2 separate regions of the Mus musculus genome follow, and region 1 is linked to region 2. A link is a contact called in public ChIA-PET data. All regions are on one chromosome and are shown on one strand. The core of a region is the stretch at or near the end of the contact, and the rest is flanking DNA. Distances in the headings are between cores, read along the strand shown. Region 1 holds the start of Ncapg2 (non-SMC condensin II complex, subunit G2). Region 2 overlaps Vipr2 (vasoactive intestinal peptide receptor 2).

Region 1 (2,700 bases), core at 36-2,535, 260 kb before region 2:
CCCCACTCCAGCACCCTCCCCTCCTCTGCACACCTACAGGATAATGAGAGCTCTGGGGACCTTGCTCATTCTTCTTCCTACATGTGATCTCCCAGGTAAAATGCCATCCTATTTTACCTTTACACCTGGTGCTACGATGACATACTCAAAACAAAAACCTAACAATACAGTTACAACAAATGATATTTGCAACAGGTCTTCTCATCTTAAGAATAAATTTGAAAATCTCTCATACCTTTAGAAATACAGCAATATGGAGAATTATTGGCATTAATTATAGAGTGTGAATCACAATAAATATGCATTCCTATTCTAAATTGAATAAAAGTAGAAAATAACCTCAATTTGACAACTCCTCATATTAGTAAATTTTAAATATAGCCACTTCATTCCCCGATTCAAATGGCTGAATTGTGAACCATAACTTTTTTGTGATGAATAAAATGGAGAGGGAAAGGTGGGTTGCCAGTATCACCACTTTACTAATTATGGTCACTTTGTTTACTTAAGTACATGTCTTTGGCAACTTAGTATGCCATATAATGTCTACATATGCTACTTACAAACCGTGACTCCGTATCTTGATTTTTCTCTTTCCTTAGTTCATAACTAAGTTGCTCCCTAGATCAGTCCTAGGTATAGGTTCGGGTTCCTCCCTTATGTCAGTGCAAGAATAAATCCAGCGTCTTCACCACCACGTCAGGCCCCAGTTAAGTGTCAACACTGCTGTCCTCCCTAGTCAGCTCCCCAGCCCCGTGCCAGGATCTTCCATGTCATTCTCTGGTCAGGGCTGGGGTTCTCGCTAGTCAACCCGGGTGCAGGTCTTTGGTACTACCTACTCACCCAGGCTCCTTCTCAGGGGTCTTCTCTAGTCAGACTCAGGTCTGCGTCCCCGGTCCTCCGTAGTCTGCATCAGGTCCTTGCCTGAGAGCCTCCCTACTGTGCGCAGGTCATTTTCCGGAGTCCTCGCCAGTCACACTCGGGCCCTCTCCCGGGGTCGTCCTAGTCTGAGGTCCTACCTAGTGAACCCGGGTTCCAGGCTGAGATCCTCCCTGGCGAGCCCCGCTTCTCGGTCTGGGATCCTTCCCAGTCAGCCGGGGGATCCCGCTCTGCCCTCCCGCAGCACCTCCCGCTCCACAAGCGCTCGAAACCGATGGCGGCCGCGGACGTGAGACCCGCGACGGTGTCCGCCGCCCAGCCGCGGTCGCCGGCCGCCGAGTCCTACTCACCTCCCACCCAACTCACCGCGCGGCGCTCACCTCACCACAGACCCATAGTTTCCCGCGCTCGGACCAGATTCAAACACACCCGCGTATACCCCGGACGCTCCCGCCCTCCACCCCGTCACCAGTCGCCGCTCTCACGAGATCTGACGCCGTCCCGGCCACGCCCATATCCCCCACAGCTCTGCAGCCAGGCTCCGCCCCCAAGGCCCAAGCACCGCCTCCTGGGCGTGACTCAGAGCCTCTGGCGGGAGTCTCTTTAGCGCGCTCACGGGATGCGCAGGCGCAGAGCTGCTGGCTGTGTTTCCCGCCCTCCGCCCACACACACCCACCTTCCTTGGGAGCGCTGCTGTTGCTTCTGTGTTCCTTGCCAGCTGCTCGGTGAGACGTCACGCTGATATCAGACGGAGGAGGGAGAGCAAGTCCGAGACTGCTCAAGTGGTAACCAAGAAGATTCTTGAAGAAATCCTGCCTCGGTTCGGGATCCCTAAGGTAATCGGCTCAGACAATGGGCCCGCATTTGTTGCCCAGGTAAGTCAGGAATTGGCCACACAATTGGGGACTAATTGGAAGTTTCTAAGTGTGCTTATAGGCCCCAGAGCTCAGGACAGGTAGAAAGAATGAGTAGGACTTTAAAAGAGACCCTTACTAAATTAGTCATGGAGACCGGCGGAAAGGACTGGGTGACTCTCCTTCCCTTTGCGCTCCTCAGGGTCCGAAACACTCCTGGACATTTCGGTCTTACCCCTTATGAGATTCTCTTTGGGGGACCGCCTCCCTTAACTGAGTCAGGTGGGATATTGGATCTTGGCACTGACTCATCCTCACCCTCTGCTCTTTTTGCTCACCTAAAGGCCCTAGAGGTTGTTAAAACACAGATCTGCAACCAGATCAGAGAAGCCTACACTCCGGGAACCATAGCAGTGCCTCACGGGTTCCAGGTTGGAGACTCAGTCTTGGTCAGACGACATCGCACTGGCACGCTTGAGCCCCGGTGGAAAGGACCGTATCTGGTGCTGTTGACCACCCCCACGGCAGTAAAAGTAGACGGGATCGCTGCTTGGATCCATGCCTCCCACGTCAAAAAGGCACCCAGCCAAGATGAAGACAACTGGATGGTGGCAGCCACTGACAATCCTCTTAAGCTTCGCTTGGGTCACAGGAGTCACCCTGGGCCTAAAGAACCACAACCCACACCAGCCTCTGACTCTAACTTGGCAAGTTCTCGGTCCTGATTCGGATCAGGTCTTGTTTACCACCTCCAAAACAGCGCCGCCAGGGACATGGTGGCCAGACCTAGCCTTCTGCCTCAAACAGATAATTCCAGCTGCTAGAAGCACTCCCCCTAATCTAGTAAGAAGCTATGGATTCTACTGCTGCCCAGAGCACAGCAAGTGGTCCTTATGCGGAGGGTCAGCCTCCTATTATTGTGGCCAATGGAATTGTGTTACTTCCAACGATGGTGATTGGAAATGGG
Region 2 (2,700 bases), core at 137-2,636:
CACACACACACACACACACACACACACACACCAGATTTATATCTGAGCACCTCCACATGCACACAGATGTGAACTCCACATAAAATCGACGAACAACCATATACAAATGAGCACATGCACTTACATGTACAACATGTTGTTTCTTAAGCACACATACGTGCACAGGCATGTGCACATCTACAGACACATTTTAGCTTGCTCATGAACAACCATTTACAAATGAGCACATACACATGAGTATAACATGTACTTAAGCATACTAAGCACACATATGCACACAGGCATGTGCACATCACACACACACACACACACACACACACACACACACACACACCCAGACACACACACACACACACACACACTTCTGCTCGCTCTGATGACAAGGCTCGGATTCTGTAGAGCTAAGGGAGCAGATTATGGCTGCAGGGCAGGAATTGCCAGGTATGCTGGACACATCCTCAGGCTGCCACTTATATATCTTGGGTACCTCAGACACAACTTCTTCTATGAGTAATTGTAGGCAGCATGGCCTAGAGTCAGGGCACTCAAGAGTATAGCAGCAGGCAGCTGTGTTCTAGGGCCCCAGCATCATCCATAGCAGACTCTCACACAGAATGAAATAAGGTTTATTGAAGTATATACACAGCTAAGTTCCACTCTGTGTTTGTAGATATTCCACATATAACATGTAAGGTCACATGCTGGTCATATGGTTACTACACCTCTGCTATTGGTGAGTTCCAGCAGTGGCCGCTTTATGATCAGTCCATCTCTTTACCAGGGAAAGGACCCAGCTCTGTTTAGCATTAGCACATGCTGGGCTGAGAGAATGGTGTCCCTGTACATCTGAATATTCCCTGTGCACTCAGTGACTGCTTGTGTTCACATGTTCTACATGTCTCTTCAGGGTCATGGCAGAGTCATACCCAGTTGTTGATAGGACTCTTTCAGATATGGGAGAACTGTGTGTCCTCAGAACTGCTGACTAAGCAGTGAGCTCTGTATGAAGAGAGCCATGGCTGACACCAGGGCTTGTAGCATCCACCTATCGCCACTGCCAACAGCTCTTTTCAGTGTTCCTGAGCTAAGCCATTTACTCCCTATGACTTGTTCTCTAGCCTTGTAGCCCTGGAAGGCAGCAGGGTAGTGGTGTTTTCTAAATCATCTGAGGTGCCTGCCCCATGCAGTTGCAGACAAACTGGAGGCGTTTCAAGCGTTGATGGAGGCAAAAGTCCAGGGGCAGTTCTGTGGGACAGACATTCAGGCCACATGTCAGGCCACGGGGCCTCAGCTAGTCTCTAGATACTTCTTTTCTGTACTAAAGCCCCCACGTACTGGGAGTGGGGCCCCTACTTTGGTGATTTCCTGACCCCGCCAAGACCTCTGGCTCTGGCACAATGGTTGAGATCATTTGTATTCATACTAGCTGGGGCCTACATGCCACAGAAACCACAGGAAACACATTTTGCAGCTCGTTTCCTTGGTGTGTGTGTGTGTGTGTGTGTGTGTGTGTGTGTGTGTGTGTGTGTGTGTGTGTTGGGGGGAAGTTACATAGGCTGTGCCAGAACACTAGGTACAGAACCTACAGTCCTTGCACTGGACCACGACATAGTCTTCCAGGGTCTCTGAGCACTGCAGGGAAAGGCACTCTCTGTCTTCAGCTGCTTTTCCAACCACGACAAGCATTTCCTCAGGTCTGCTTGCCCACAGTTGCAAAAACATCGGAAAAATATGGATTGTTATTGGCAAGTATCGGGTAGGAATACTTGATGCTGTTTTATACTTTGATAAAACAATTCTCTTTTTAAACAGTTTTTAAGATGGCGATTTTCTTTAACAATGCAACAGTTTTCTATTGGCTAGAGAACAAACCCTGGGCTGAATGGACAAGTCACAAGGGCCTTCATGACAACATGGGATCCAGAGCTGCTCACCACTTGTAGGAAGCAGCAGATGCTAAGTGCCTCAGGAGGATATGAGTTCCTGGTTTGGCCAATGAAACATGAATATCCTCTTTGACTTATCTTTGGTCCAGGGAATGGCAAGGGTGTGGCTGTCCAGATGTAGTTCCACAGGACACAACTCAAGGCTAGGGGGACCAGGAAGCTTCTAGGATGAGAAGGTTGCTCTCAACTGCTTTCTATGGTATGCCATAGACTGAGGAGGAATTTCAGAGACATCCATAGGCATGCGTTGGGTGTCACAGGGTGGTGATGCTCAGCTGTTTCTGGACCTGGTTCCCCCTGACAGGAGGCAGTAGGGGAACTGGAATCTTCCTCCTTGTTCTCTTCATAGGTACTAGAATCCAGTTTTGATGTTCACAGCCACCTGGCTTCCTTGCTCTCTTTGAAAGTAGAATATGGCTGAGCCATATTATGAAGAAGATGGCTTAAAGGCTAGAGTTTGACAATAATAATTGGTGTTTCAATCAAGTTACACATGAGGATCAGAGTTAAGGACCAGGGCTGAACCAATAAGGCACCAGACACTGGGGCAGCAGAGGAATCCAGCAAACATATGTCAAACCCAGCAGCACTGACAGCTCTGTACAAGGGACACAGCTAAATGACTGAAGTCTCTGACTGCAGGAAGGACTGGGTGCGGGAGCCACGGTGTATCTGTAGGGCACTTTCTGAGCCATTCCGGGACATGGACCAGCTGTGCAGCCGGTAGTCCCGGCTCCCAGCTTGGGTCAGGCAC

Evidence for each region. ChIA-PET counts read pairs in DNA pulled down with a chosen protein or histone mark.
Region 1: an RNA polymerase II ChIA-PET map of memory CD8 T cells shows a contact between it and region 2, with 50 read pairs. The contact joins the promoter of Ncapg2 here to the enhancer-like site in region 2. A contact is called at or near these places in 3 of 484 Hi-C or Micro-C datasets (CD4 T cells, CD8 T cells and LSK cells), 3 of 115 datasets of contacts at active chromatin or transcription factors (effector CD8 T cells, embryonic stem cells and memory CD8 T cells) and 3 of 9 other capture datasets (embryonic stem cells, liver and pancreatic islet).

Annotation. Positions count from the first base shown.
Region 1 is chr12:116,404,021-116,406,720 of GRCm38.p6, reverse strand. Ncapg2 (non-SMC condensin II complex, subunit G2) reads right to left here and starts at 1,285. Exons shown (of 29, transcript NM_133762.4): 1 at 1,260-1,285; 2 at 844-1,019. D430020J02Rik (RIKEN cDNA D430020J02 gene) reads left to right here and starts at 1,560. Exons shown (of 2, transcript NR_028421.1): 1 at 1,560-1,754; 2 at 2,078-2,700.
Region 2 is chr12:116,144,172-116,146,871 of GRCm38.p6, reverse strand. It overlaps Vipr2 (vasoactive intestinal peptide receptor 2), which reads right to left. Exons shown (of 13, transcript NM_009511.2): 13 at 611-2,700. The coding sequence ends at 2,562. Among named protein-coding and RNA genes, the nearest start is that of Gm23732, 28 kb to the left of the region's middle. Within about 2 kb of position 1,386, at least 78 of the 459 cell types and tissues checked have an H3K27ac peak or open chromatin away from gene starts, as enhancers often do. A contact at or near this core is called in CD8 T cells, LSK cells, effector CD8 T cells and 1 more, where this site is marked.